Linked DNA regions of Mus musculus: region 1 is linked to region 2. The links are chromatin contacts, called in public HiChIP or PLAC-seq maps. All regions are on one chromosome and are shown on one strand. Each heading gives the region's core, a stretch centred on a gene start, on an enhancer-like site or on the middle of the called end of the contact. The rest is flanking DNA. Distances are from core to core; before and after follow the strand shown. Region 1 has its middle 62 kb from the start of Slc19a3. Region 2 holds the start of Tm4sf20 (transmembrane 4 L six family member 20).

Region 1 (6,256 bases), core at 1,592-4,091, 210 kb after region 2:
CTAATAATAATAATAATAATAATAATAATAATAATAATAACAACAGTAACAACAACGATAACAGCGAACAACAACAATGTAAAACAACAAACAAACAAAACAAAAAACCCCATTCATCTTAGTAGGGAAAGTTTTGATAAATTGACTTATAGTTTTACTACACTATCATAAGAATTATGTAAAAACAATGTTTAGTTCCAGTCTAACCCTAACTTTAATATCATGGTTCTCAATCAGGGTTTTTTGTTTGTTTGCATTTTCATTTTCATGGCAATATCTGAAGACACACTTGTCATGACCAGGCACATGCTGGCCTCTAGTGGTTTATAGTGATTGATTGTATGGTTCTTCCTCTCTCAGGACAGCAAACAGCCCTCACAACAAAGCCTTCTCCAGACAGAATGCCAGTGTGTGAGGATAGGAGACACTGACTTCAGTCCTGATCTGACTGGGCACATGTTTGTAGCTATCCAGCACATCCCTAGGACAAACTCATTTTATGACATACACTGTACGTTTACTAATAATGTGCTCCTTGCTCTGAGCTGGGCACGCAATTCGTGACTTTCCTATAGTTCTGGCTTGCTTTCTTAAAAATGTGGCTTAAATGTAGGAGGCCTGATGTCAGCAGCAGATCTATTTGGTTTTGCCTAAAAAGTTGACACTAATCAGGGTTCTTGGTATTACAAAGAGACTAAAGAATATTTGAATCAGAAGGTTTTAGCTAGTTGCTTTTCTGCACATTCCCCGGAGATGACAGCATTTTATGGGATAGAAGAGGGTCTCCTTCCTTATCTCTAGAAGCCAGTACTTAGGATGCTAATGAGTTTAGTAGGAACTGAATTCTAAAATGGGATTCTAGGAGTCAAGTGACTAAGAAAGGAAAGCCAGAGTACCAATGCAACAATGGGCCCTGACAATGTCAATAGCTAGAGGGGTGTGGCACAACTTGACATTAAAATAAATAACTTCAAAGCTTCATTTGATGTCAGGAAAACACGTGCAATGCCGGGTTGCTTCAAAGGCGGCTCCTAGCTCTGCCTTCTCTTCCTTTAGAGCTCGATGTGTATCAGATCACATAACTGTGTCTGCGCCTGCATCTCCAGCTACCTACCACAGACTCCTTTAAAAATTATCTCAAAGGTGACAAAACGTGAGGAATAGAATATCTTGGGAATAGAAAGACTGTACGGGCAAGTATGTAAACAACTTCCTAACTATGGCTCTTCTGATGGACATTAACCAAGCTGAACTCAGGAGGGGCTTGAAGAGTCAGTCCAGCATCTAGCTGGAAACCTTCAGTCCTGAAAGCCCTTTTTGAGGCCACCATAGGTCACTCAATGTCTCCACCTGTTTCCTGTGAGATAAAATGAGTATCAGTTATCCGGCTGTAAGGAAGTAAGGATAAAGTGGTCACCAGTGGACTCCAGGGTACATGATAAACAGCCAGTTGCGCAGACATCCGTGTTTACGCTCTGACTGCCCCGCCCTCTTATGTGGGGCCTCTCCGGTCCCCTGTACTCCTCTGCAACCATGGGGATGACCGAAGATCGCTCGCTGACTGATAGAACTGTGTTCTTGGTCCTTACCAATGACAATGGCATATAAGTGTGATATCACGAGAGGCTTTTATTTTTTTAGAGTTAGGGAAGCAAAAGTTCCAGGGATGTGTCTGATGAGGAGGTCTTAGGACAGGGCCGTCCTTTGGAGACTTTAAACTGGAGACGAAGCATCAACAGACATTGCTAAGTAAGCCTGGGCTTTGTGCTGCTGGCAGGAGCTCCTTCCCATGTTGCTGATGACACAGAACCTTATTTTAACGAGTATTTAAATGTGAATAAAAAGCTTTTGGGGGTGAAGATTTACAGAACAGGTAGACCCCTTAGTCATTTATGTATTTATTTATGCATTTATGTATTTACGTATTTATTTACAATCCAGCTGTTGCTCCCCTACCTGGTCCCGTCCTCACACAGCTCCTTATTCCATCCCTCCCTCCCATCTCTGAGAGAGTGCTCCCCCACCACAAGGCCTCTCCCTTCCTTGAGCCTCAAGTCTCTCTAGGATTAGGCACATCTTCTCCTACTGAGGCCAGACCAGGCAGTCTTCTGCTAGATACGTGTCGGGGGCCTTGGAACAGCTTGTGTTTGCTGCCTACTTGGTGGCTTAGTGTCTGAAAGCTTCCAGAGGTCCAGGTTCATTCTTAAACATTATTCTAGAAGCGAACATTGGCTCAGCATCAGTATCCTAACTTAATTTAAGTATCACCTATCTAGGCATGCCTATTTGATTTTAACACCTTTTTTTCCCCCAGAAAGAGAACTGCCCGACATCTAAAGAAGCTTGAGTCTTTCTAGGGGATTAGAGAGATGGCTCAGTGATTGAGAGGGCTGCTTGCTTCCGCAAAAGATCTAAGTTCAGGTCCCAGCACCTATGTCAAGTGGCTCACAGCATTGGTAACTCCAGGTCCAGGGGGTCTAATACTCTCTCTGGCCTCTGAAGGCACTTGTATGCATGTGCACATGCACACACACACACAGACATACACACAAACACAATGCACATACATGCACACAAGCATTCATGTAAACACACAAATAATAATATTTTTAGAAATGGTTTTCTAACATTAGAAACAGGAATAAGGGCTTACATCTCTACTAGGACCGAGAAGTGAGAGGTTACAACGGTAGGACTCAGGCTGACTAAATGAAGAACAGTGACTCTCCATAGAAAGGCAACAGCTCCAGGAGAAAGGTCAACAACTCAGTCCTTGACCACTTCCTTCCTGGAGCCTTTCTGACCTATTCCAGCTCCGCCCACTCCCGATGTTCAGACTATTTCCTGTAAGATCTTATTGCAAGGCACTCTAGTCAGTGAGTCAGGCCCAAAGCCACCTCTGCTACTTACACACCTGGACCATTGGCAGCTGCCTGACTCTCTTTGTGTCTGACTCCTCATCTGCAAAGCAGAGATGATACCACACTATGAGGACTACCCGTGTTAACACATCCCAGAATGGCACACTCTACACCTTCATCAATAAGCATAGCTGTACTTTGGATGCTTTTGGAAGGCACTGATGTTCCAATATGCAAATCTTGATGTTAGTTGAAAGACTCCTCGAAAGCAGGGACAAACTTTATCCCCCCAGGAATAGCACAGTGTCTGACTCATCAAACGTATCCTAGAGGCTCAGACAGGACATCATTCATTTTTGTTCCTTTTTTTTTTTCTTTTCTTCGTTCCTTCCCTCCTCCTGTGGTGGTTTGAATAGGAATGACCTACATAGAATCACATGTCTGAGTGTTTAGCCATAAGGAGTGGCACTGTTTGGAGGTGTGGCCTTATCAGAGTAGGTGTGGCTTTTTTGGAGAAAGTGTGTCACTGTGGGGATGGGCTTTAAAGTCTATTTTGCTCAGCACCATGTCTGCCTGCACAACAACATGCTTCCCACCATGATGATAATGGACTAAATCTCTGAACTGTAAGCCAGCCCCAGTTAAATTTGTTTTTATTTATAAGGGTTGCTATGGCATTGCTTCACAGCAGTAGAAACCCTAACTAGGACACCTCCCTTCTTTTGTGCATGTGTGGTATATGTATGTGGTATATATATTTTTTTGTATGTACAGGTATGAATGCACTCTCTTGCATCAATGAGTGCGGAGAACAAGGACAATGTCAGATTCTTCCTCAAATACTTTTCTTATTAAAACAGAAGTTCACTTTCTAGGCTAGGCTGGCCATTTATCAAAGCCAAATGTCTTTGTGGCTATAGCAATCCTGTCCATGGTATTTCTGAACCTGTATTAGGAGGATGGCAAGTGTATTCATTAACTGTCAAAAGACAGCATGGGCTCATTTCATCAGTCAGGGTTCTGCCTATGGGCACAGACTCTGAACTAAAGATTCAAATCTATGGAAAATTAATGACTCTAAGGGGACACACAAAACATGATATTCTTTGATTCTATGGTCTATCTAAAATAGAATGGAGTGAAAAATTGGACATAATAGATTCAGACAATCCTTCCTAAGGGCTCTGTTCCAAATCCTTAGGTATTTTCCACTTTTTAAAAAGTGAGTGGAATAATTATAAGGGTGAAAAAATTCAGTGAATGTTCAACCTCAGGTCACTTGAGTGGCTTGAATTATCATCCTTCAAGCAGGTATCAGATTTTAATTAATTTTAAACCTACTTCTACAAAGGTCATTGGGACTGTAGTTAAAGTGTTGCCATATGAATGCTGTGATTGTTTTCTTAATTATATTATACTGTACATTCTTAGTCTTGAGGAGAAGGCCAGATGCATGGAAAACAGTGGTCCAGGGTTGGTCATCTGTCCTAGCATTGTTTTGGGTTACTGTCCTGTAGTCAGGGAGTCTGGCTCATAAACATTCCAGCTAAAACTATAACCATCATGTGGACCATCAGGGTGTCTGTCCCTGTTGTACTTAATCCCGATCTTTCTCAAATGCCTTAACATGTTCGAGTCCTACTGTTATAGAGATAAAAATTATTCTCTTTACTCCTTGTGTGGAGTAGATGGTGTTAAATGGAGAAGATTTGGGGTTGCCATCTCATATGAGTAATACTATGCCTCTGTTTGGAGTTATCTTTCTATGATGTGGACCCGGTCACCCCGGAATTTACAAGAACCAATGAATTGCTGCTAGAACAAAAATCTCATAATGTCTGACCCAGCTGTGGTATTATGATATGTGGCATTATGATAAAAATATCTTTTACATTGTAAGAGACTGAGACTTTGTATAGACTTCATAGTGTAATTTACTGGATGTACCTTTAAGAGAGCTGAAAGTAGTCTCTATATTCCAGTTCCTTATGACTCAGTGTTAGTAGTACTTTTTTTCTGGAAGTGTTGGTTAATACACACTGGCTACATGGGTCAGATCTTCTGGAATTTTAGTTGCACCACTGAACTTGCTATTTGGATGTCATGAACAGCTCATTTTAATGGAGTGAAATTGTTTGATACCAATTTTGGTACAAAAGAGTGGGGGTGTCCTGTAACAGGACTTAAAATGTGGAAGAGGTTTTGGGCTTTGGTAATGGGCAAAAGCCAGAAGTATTTTTGAAACATTGTATATCTGTTTGACAATGGTGACAGAATTGTGGACTTTAACTACAGAGCTGGAGAAGGTTCCGAAGGAAGCTAGGAGTCGCATCTGTCTATAGTTGATTTAGATGAAGAGATCTGGGACTTAGAGCTGATAACATTCAGATGACAGTTTTGGACCCAAGTTTGGTGCTGGAATGGTGTGAATACATTTAGTACTAGGGAAGGACACTGGCTGTGTTTCCAGCCCAGGACAAGTGTTAGGAAGCAGAGAGCTGAGCTTGCTTTTTGAGCCCACTCTTCCTGTACTTGTTTACGGTATTGGGAGTTGAACCCAAGACCTTGTTCATGCTAGGAAGTTGCTGTTCCACTGAGCTATAACACCACACCTTTTTGTACTTTCTAGTTTTGAGAGAGGATTTAAGTAAATCACCTAGGCTAGGCTAGGCTAGCCTTGAACTTGAGATCCTCCTGACTTGACTTCCTAGGCAGCTGAGATTAGTGATTGTTGCCAGGCTTGGCTAAAGGGAAGACCAAGATGAGTGCCCTTATGCAAACCCTAAGTCATGGAGAAGAAACTAAGTTAGACACACAGAGCAAAATGACCACCATGTGTAGACTGATGTAGAGACAGGAATGACATGTCTACAAGTGAAAGAACATGAAAGACTGCCAGGAAACAGAAACAGGAAGCCTTGGTACTCAGAGGCCACATAACTCTATGTCTTTGGACTTTGAATCTTTAATACTATCATAAAATAATTTATGCTACTTAATCCAACTGATTTTTGGTACTCAACTATAGACAGTTAGGGAATGGACATAGACTTAATACCTATAATTGAAATTTTTAATGATTTGCACAAAATATGATTATCTTTACAACAATAAATGCAAAAGCTGTTCAGTGGTAAAGAGCTTGCCTAGCATGTGTGAGGCCCCATGTTCAATCCCCAGCATGCCCCCCCAAATGTCCCAATTTTCCTATTCCTATACTTTCATCATTGCTGAATAGAAATAGAACAGATGCATCTTTATTTATATATGTGGTGAAAAGTTTCATTTGTTTTTGAGCTACCCATAAATATCCTCAATTAGGTAATGCACATTGGCTGAACCCCATATGGTTGTTTGAGAGCTTAGATGTTTTTACAGAAGACTGAAGAGCAAGT
Region 2 (6,514 bases), core at 2,680-5,179:
CCATCAGCTTGCCAGAGTTCCCAAGCCTACATTTGAGAATGACCATTGGTCCCCCATGCCCTTCTCTGCTCCTGGATCCCTAATATGTACTGACCATACTTTACTCTGATGTTTAGTAGGAGTCTTTGGTTTGTTTGTTTGTTTGTACAAACAAGATAAGGCCTTGGCTGTCCTAGAACTCACTGTGTAGACCAAGCTGGCCTCAAACTCACAGAGATCTGTCTGCCTAATGCCTCCTGAGTGCTGGGATTAAAGGCAGGCAAAAGCTTGGTGTATAGTGCATTCTGTACTGCTGAGGAGGGCTGTAAATGGTATCACATTATTAAGAGTTAGTTTTCTATTTTTAAAAAGACATCTATCAGCTATGACTAGAACGCTTAACTAAGAGTTTTGTATCGTTGAACATAGAATATCAGTTGCTTCCTTCCACTTACGACTTTTTAGCTGTGATGGGTGCTTGGCAGTGCATCCTAGGTACCCTGGAATGGTTCTCCCACTCTTCTGCTCTGCTAACATGAGCAGGCTCTGTAACTACATACCAGGTGTTAGAACGTGACATGATTTGGTCTGTGCCAGCCTTGTAACAATCCTTGAATGGAGCATTGGTGTATGGCCTATTGTGCCACTGTCAAACCACAGGTGGTGTAACTTGCCTAAGAAGGGAAAGTTCAGAGCCATTCTAGACATGTGGTCTCTAAGCCACTGTGTCACATTGACCTACAGTTCATAAAGCCACTCACTCTTGGGTCCTGGAACCCCAGCACCCTTGCTCATGTCAATTTGCCTCTAATTGTTCCTTCCCCCGTTGTCTTCCAAAGCCACATCTGCCTGGTTTTTCTAGAAGAGATTCATGTCTCTCACAAGGCAGCTTTCCCAGCACACATCACCCCATCTAATCGCATGCTGACTTCATGTCACTTCGTGTTGTTGCTAAGCTTTGTTTATACACTGAACACTGATCCCTTTCCAATTCAGAAGCCACACATACGTATGGATGTCCAGCTACCCCTGTGCATAGCTGAAAGACCAGAAGGAAAGGGAAAAGAAATCTTTGTCATCATGTATACACTAAGCTTTTTTGGTTGTTCCCAGAAGACACTGCTTTCTGATCTTATATAACAAGTGAAGTAGGACAAGAACTGGTAAGGATGCACTCCCCACCCTGTCACCTCATTTTTATAAATAAAGTTTTATTGGAACCCTAATCCATTTGCATATTATCTATGGCTACTTTTGCACTAAAATGGTAGGGTTGAGTATTCCTAAACATATTTGAATGCATAAGATTTTGTGAAATTCAGTCTTCCTTCTCTTCTTTTTATAAATAATTACAGTTTGTTTTCCTGGCAGGAACCCAGGCTTTCCTCCAGTTCTAGAAAGTGTACATTTTCATAAAGGAAGCACACAAGAACCTTAGTTAAAAACTGTGATAGAAGCCTAACTCTGGGGAGTCCTCTTGAACATGAGAACAACACTTAAAGCCATAGCTCAGCATGAGTGCAGAAGCTCTGCTTTGTAAAGGGTTTGCATGCAGTCTTCTAATCAGTTTGACTTACAGCCATTTGTTTTCCACTAAGATTTTAATAACTGGCTTTGGAAAAGTACCCTTATGTAATGGGTAAAAATCAATAAAAAGAATGAGTAAGACCAGGCTTATAGTTAACTTTATATAAAGTAAAAGAGCCTTTCTGATTATATTTTACAACAAACATTTTAAAATGCTTTTAATGCTTGATCAAGTAACATTTATATTGACAATCCCCTTCCCCTTAGTAGATAATCTTAAAGATTAACTACATAATGTTTTACTTGGTTACAGTTTCAAAAGATAAAAAGGTTCACCTCTGATTGGGGTTGGTCATAAAATCATAAAACAAATGACTTCATAAAGTAATCAGTAATGAGCCCTGAGGTTGTGTTATATGCAGTTTCCTGTAAAATTCCCATTTCTGAAGGGAGGCTAACTTGAAATGTAACAACTGGCCAAAAGTTTTAAGGACTAAACAAATGCTCAACACACTTAGTGAATTCTTCTTTACAAAGTGTCTGCAGAAGTGAGTTGACAGATGTCACAAGGGACATAACTCCCCTCGGAAAAAAAATGTGATTCATCCTTTTATGTGAAGCCAAGGATCATGAAAGTATGCTTGCCTTCCGAGCACTGCTGTTAGCACCTGTTTACTAGTCGGGCTAACCTCCAGCTTGAGGGTCTGCGTATGGAGAGCATCAGACTTCTCCATGAGTTTGATGCTCTAATGACCTTTGGTTAATATTTATTGAGGGAAGCAAGATAGGCAAGACAAGGAGTCCAGATTCTCTCAAGTGTTTCCCAGGTGTGTAGGCCTTTGTGTGACTCAGCTTCCTGGTCCTTTTACTTTGTGGATTTTATCTTTGACCTCTGTGAGCCTGAGGCAGAGATTGAGGACGACAGTATTTTAACTAGCTTTGGCATTAGATAAATCTAGCACTGGGTTTCACACCCATTGTGTGACCTGGCTAACATTCTCAGCCTTCTGTTTTCTGGTATATAAAGTACAAGTGATAATTGCAGCCCAGATGATTGTAGAGTGGAAACTAGGCAGGATGTACGCTAAACTAGGCTTTCCAGCAAGATGTCAACAAATGAATGTTCTATGCCTCCTGTCCTTTCTGGTCTGTTTAGTCTCTGGCTCCTTGGTTTCTCAAAAAAAAAAAAAAAAAAAAAAAAAAAGCCCAAGAGATGTAGATGGGTACCATCACTACCTCGTGCTCTTTACTACTTGTAGCAAAGCTTTAAAATATTCTCTCCTGTGTTTTCAGCAATGCAAATTCATATCTAGAGATAGCTGAGTTTTTCTAAATGGCCTGTCTCAGCTGGGGCACTGCTAGGAGTGCATCTTCCAGATCTGAAAATTGGATTCTACAAATGTGTTCTACCCAGACTGGCTGCATCACAATTTCTAGGAGACAATGAGAACCTGACTCTGATAGTTCACTGTTAAGAACGCATGAAATCTGTGTTGTCCCACCTTGCATCAGATTTCAACAAGGAACACCCATTCACCATCATCAGACTATAGAACTCTGAAGCTTTCTGGGATCTATGTAATACTCAAAACCAAAAGTTGTTGAGGTCAGAAACTGGCTTAGTTGCTTCCCTATTGCTGTGATAAAACACCATGACCATGGCCAAGCATCTTATAAAAGAGACCCAGGATTTCGAACTCTATGTCTTAGGCCAGCTCCCTTGAGAAGCAGGCTAAGCCTCACTATGCCATCTCCAAGGCTACCCATGCGCAGGGGTGCTTCTCATTCCCGTAGAGCAAGTTCCCACTGCTGCCACGTTCCCTATACCTAGAAATCAGGATGGGGCAGAGAAAAAGAGGCAATAGATTTAAACAATATCCCACAGAGTGGTTAAGGCCCCGAGTTCCATCGCCAGCACCATGTTTTAAAAAAGAAAAACTGAAGTTCCTTAATGTTAAATAATAAAGTTCAGAGGTATCATCCCACCTGTGAAGAAATGCTATAGGTAACGACTTAACCTGCTTTTTGCCTTAAGGTCCCTAAGATGGACCATCGCTTTCTGTACATAAATTATCATTCTTCACAATGTAACATTATAAATTGATGGTAATCACATTCCTAACTGTGCAAGGCTGAAAGTCATAGTTAAAGGCATCAGACACCCTTCTCCAAGTCTGTTCATGTAGGTATTACTCACCATCAGACCTGCTCCTATAATTCCTGGAAACCACCACTCATAGCAGGAGATGGGGTTTTGAGAAGTCGAGTCTGCCTCCACTAAGCTGATTCCCAGGGGTATACAATTGATAACCACTCCTAGCAGGATCAGAATGAGCAGGCTGAAGCCATTGCAGGATGTCCACCCTTCACAGCACGTCATGGTTTTCCTGGTTCAGTTAGAAACCTCCTCAGGGTGGCTGGGCTCGTGTAGCTCTCTGCCTGGCCTTTTATCCCAACGTTCTGGTTAAAGTTTAGCACTTATGAAAAATGAGTTGTGGAAAGCAGTTCAGAGTCCAGTAGGGCAGGATGTTATTGTGAGGATTATGACGGGAACCAATAATCATATTATGATAGGATGAAGGGAAACAGATAGAAAAAAAAATCTAATGTTGCTGTGTGATGAACTTACACATGAATACAGGTAAGTAAAAACTGATTTAAAAAAAAAAAAGCTTGTGTGGCATAACTCCTAAAATATTCCTCTACTGATGTGCCTTGTAAAAATCTAAGAAGACAAAAAGTATATCCAATTAGAATAAACTACTTTTCATAGTTTTATATTATTGGACGATACAAGGATATTATATATAAAGTATCCTTATTTTGGAGTTATTCAGTAAGAATATGAACATTGTATAAGATTAGGGAAAGCAATCTTCTCTGCAAGTATTCCTGATTACTCTAAATATTAGTGTTTCATTTCAGGCTATTGTCTCACATGCAGCATTTTTAATCCTTAATTTTCCCAGTCTTGTAAAGTAGATCCTTTGTACACATCCCACCTACAACCTGTGGGAGGTTTGACTAATGGCACCAGAAGGAAAGTGATCAAATATGGACACTATGATAAAAGCAATGGCAGAGAGGCTAGACGGGAGACGAAGGTTCCATGTCTGCCATGGTCCTCCTCAACTATAGCAGACAGAGGAACAAGCCTTTAGTTTGTGCTGCTTTGTGTATCTCATAAAGGTCCATCCTGTCACTGCATATCCAGATTTCAAAGGCAGGCGGCTCTGGGGAAAATACCACTTTGTTTACAGAGAGGACAACTGAAAAGACACTGAAATGAATAACAAACAAAACAGTTATTGCTGTCTTATTCAAATGTTTGGAGAAAACTCTTTAGAGTATCTAGGTTCCATCATTAGATCGTTTGAAAACAGTTTGAACCATGTGTATGTTTGTATCTAGAAGGACAGGTAATATTTGTAAGATAAGTCAGGACTCTCCAGCTCCTGCTATCTTCTCAACCCTCTGTCACTGCAGTTCCATCCCATGCAAAGGGTTCACATGATGACAAGCCAGGTCTTAACCATGCAGTCTGCTGCCTGACTGGTTGAACTACCCCAGCAAGAATCCAAGGCATATAAATAGGTAGTAAAGCTGCCTTAGCTGTCTTGAAAAATCATGAGTCACATAGTGCATAGGTAGCCACTGATATATTGGTATACATATATAAAGATATATGAATTTTCTCTCATATTAATTCATCTCCATACTTATTCACACTTATCCACTTACAGCTAAGTAAGACCATGTGACTACTTCAAACCAGTAGAAAGAGAGGGAAAGAAAACAATGTCACTTTCAAGCCACATTGCTTTGCAAGCACTAGGCTATGTCTACCTTGTTTTCCACATAGACCGGAAACAACTAAACTATCTAAGAAGTCATGCATTGACCATGTCAATAGCTTCTTCAGCCCATCTCCTGAATAACTAAATGGAGAGAGCCCTTAGCCCACGTAAAACAACCCAGGAGTCTATTGACTCAATCTCAGTAGCTTTCGTTTCCTTATATTCAGTGTCAAACTTTAACTCAATTTTTAAACTTTCCTGGAGTTCGCAACCTGTGTTGCCAAAACATCAGTTCCAATAGTCTGAAAAAAAAATTCAAAGACAGTGAAACACAGTATTTTCCATTGTTTTATTCATAAATTACATTGGGGAAGGAGGGAACACTTTAAAGTTAAAACACGTGGTGTATACAGCCAATGTAAGCAGACATATAATACATGCATCTCTTGAAAGGCAAGTGCTTCAAAATAATAGAATATATTCACATTGCTTTCACTCAGCTGAGGTCTTTAATGGGAGTCTTCTGCAGATTATCACTGGCCGTTCATAGTGGGCTGAGGGTGGATTCTAAAATATAAACACATTATAATGCTCCCTGTATTCACATTATACATGCACTATGAATATCAGAAATAGAAGCGAAATCTTCCATGGGTAAAGGTGGAAGGGCCCTGAGTTCAGTTTTAAGGACTCGAAGATGCATATGCTATTAAAGAAGAAGAGGTCCTTAGAGATTCTGAGTTCAGCTTCATTATTTCATCAATGAATGAGCAAATTCAGGGAGGCTGACTTATTTATCCATGGCTAGGCATCTTCAGCACAGCACAGACGTATTTTAGTCTTCCGCGTTCTACTCAGCTATGTTTATTAAGCCTTACAGCTTGATAGGTGAACTGGGAGGGATTATAGGGCATACAGTCTAAAAGTCTAAGTATATGAGCCTGGGTCCAACCATCACCGGCCCCGAGGCCAGGGGGCCAGCAGCCATGCTAGCAACAGCACTTCTTGCATCCACACTTCTGCTGGCAGCAGCACTTCTGCTGGCAACAGCCCTTCCCACAGCCACAGCCGCAGCCACAGCCACAGGAGCCACAGCCACAGGAGCGGCAGCAGGAGCGGCGGCAGCAGCAGACTACCACAGGCTTGCAGCAGCCACAGCAACCGCAGCAGCCACCACAGCAGCCACAGCAGGGAACCCGGTAGCACCTGTA

The links. HiChIP or PLAC-seq counts read pairs in DNA pulled down with a chosen protein or histone mark.
Region 1: a contact with region 2 is called in an HNF4G HiChIP or PLAC-seq map of pancreatic cancer cells. The contact joins the enhancer-like site here to the promoter of Tm4sf20 in region 2. A contact is called at or near these places in 7 of 39 promoter capture datasets (the 3T3-L1 cell line, 3T3-L1-derived adipocytes, the C10 cell line and 3 more), 2 of 15 datasets of contacts at CTCF or cohesin (the G1E-ER4 cell line and the NIH/3T3 cell line), 2 of 484 Hi-C or Micro-C datasets (CD4 T cells and bone marrow-derived macrophages), 6 of 115 datasets of contacts at active chromatin or transcription factors (bone marrow-derived macrophages, cardiomyocytes, extraembryonic endoderm stem cells and 3 more) and 5 of 9 other capture datasets (adipose tissue, embryonic stem cells, liver and 2 more).

What each region holds. Positions count from the first base shown.
Region 1 is chr1:82,973,125-82,979,380 of GRCm38.p6, forward strand. No RefSeq gene overlaps it. Among named protein-coding and RNA genes, the nearest start is that of Slc19a3, 62 kb to the right of the region's middle. Within about 2 kb of position 2,842, at least 45 of the 459 cell types and tissues checked have an H3K27ac peak or open chromatin away from gene starts, as enhancers often do. A contact at or near this core is called in pancreatic cancer cells and regulatory T cells, where this site is marked.
Region 2 is chr1:82,764,532-82,771,045 of GRCm38.p6, forward strand. It overlaps Tm4sf20 (transmembrane 4 L six family member 20), which reads right to left and starts at 3,930. Exons shown (of 4, transcript NM_025453.4): 1 at 3,704-3,930. The coding sequence starts at 3,886.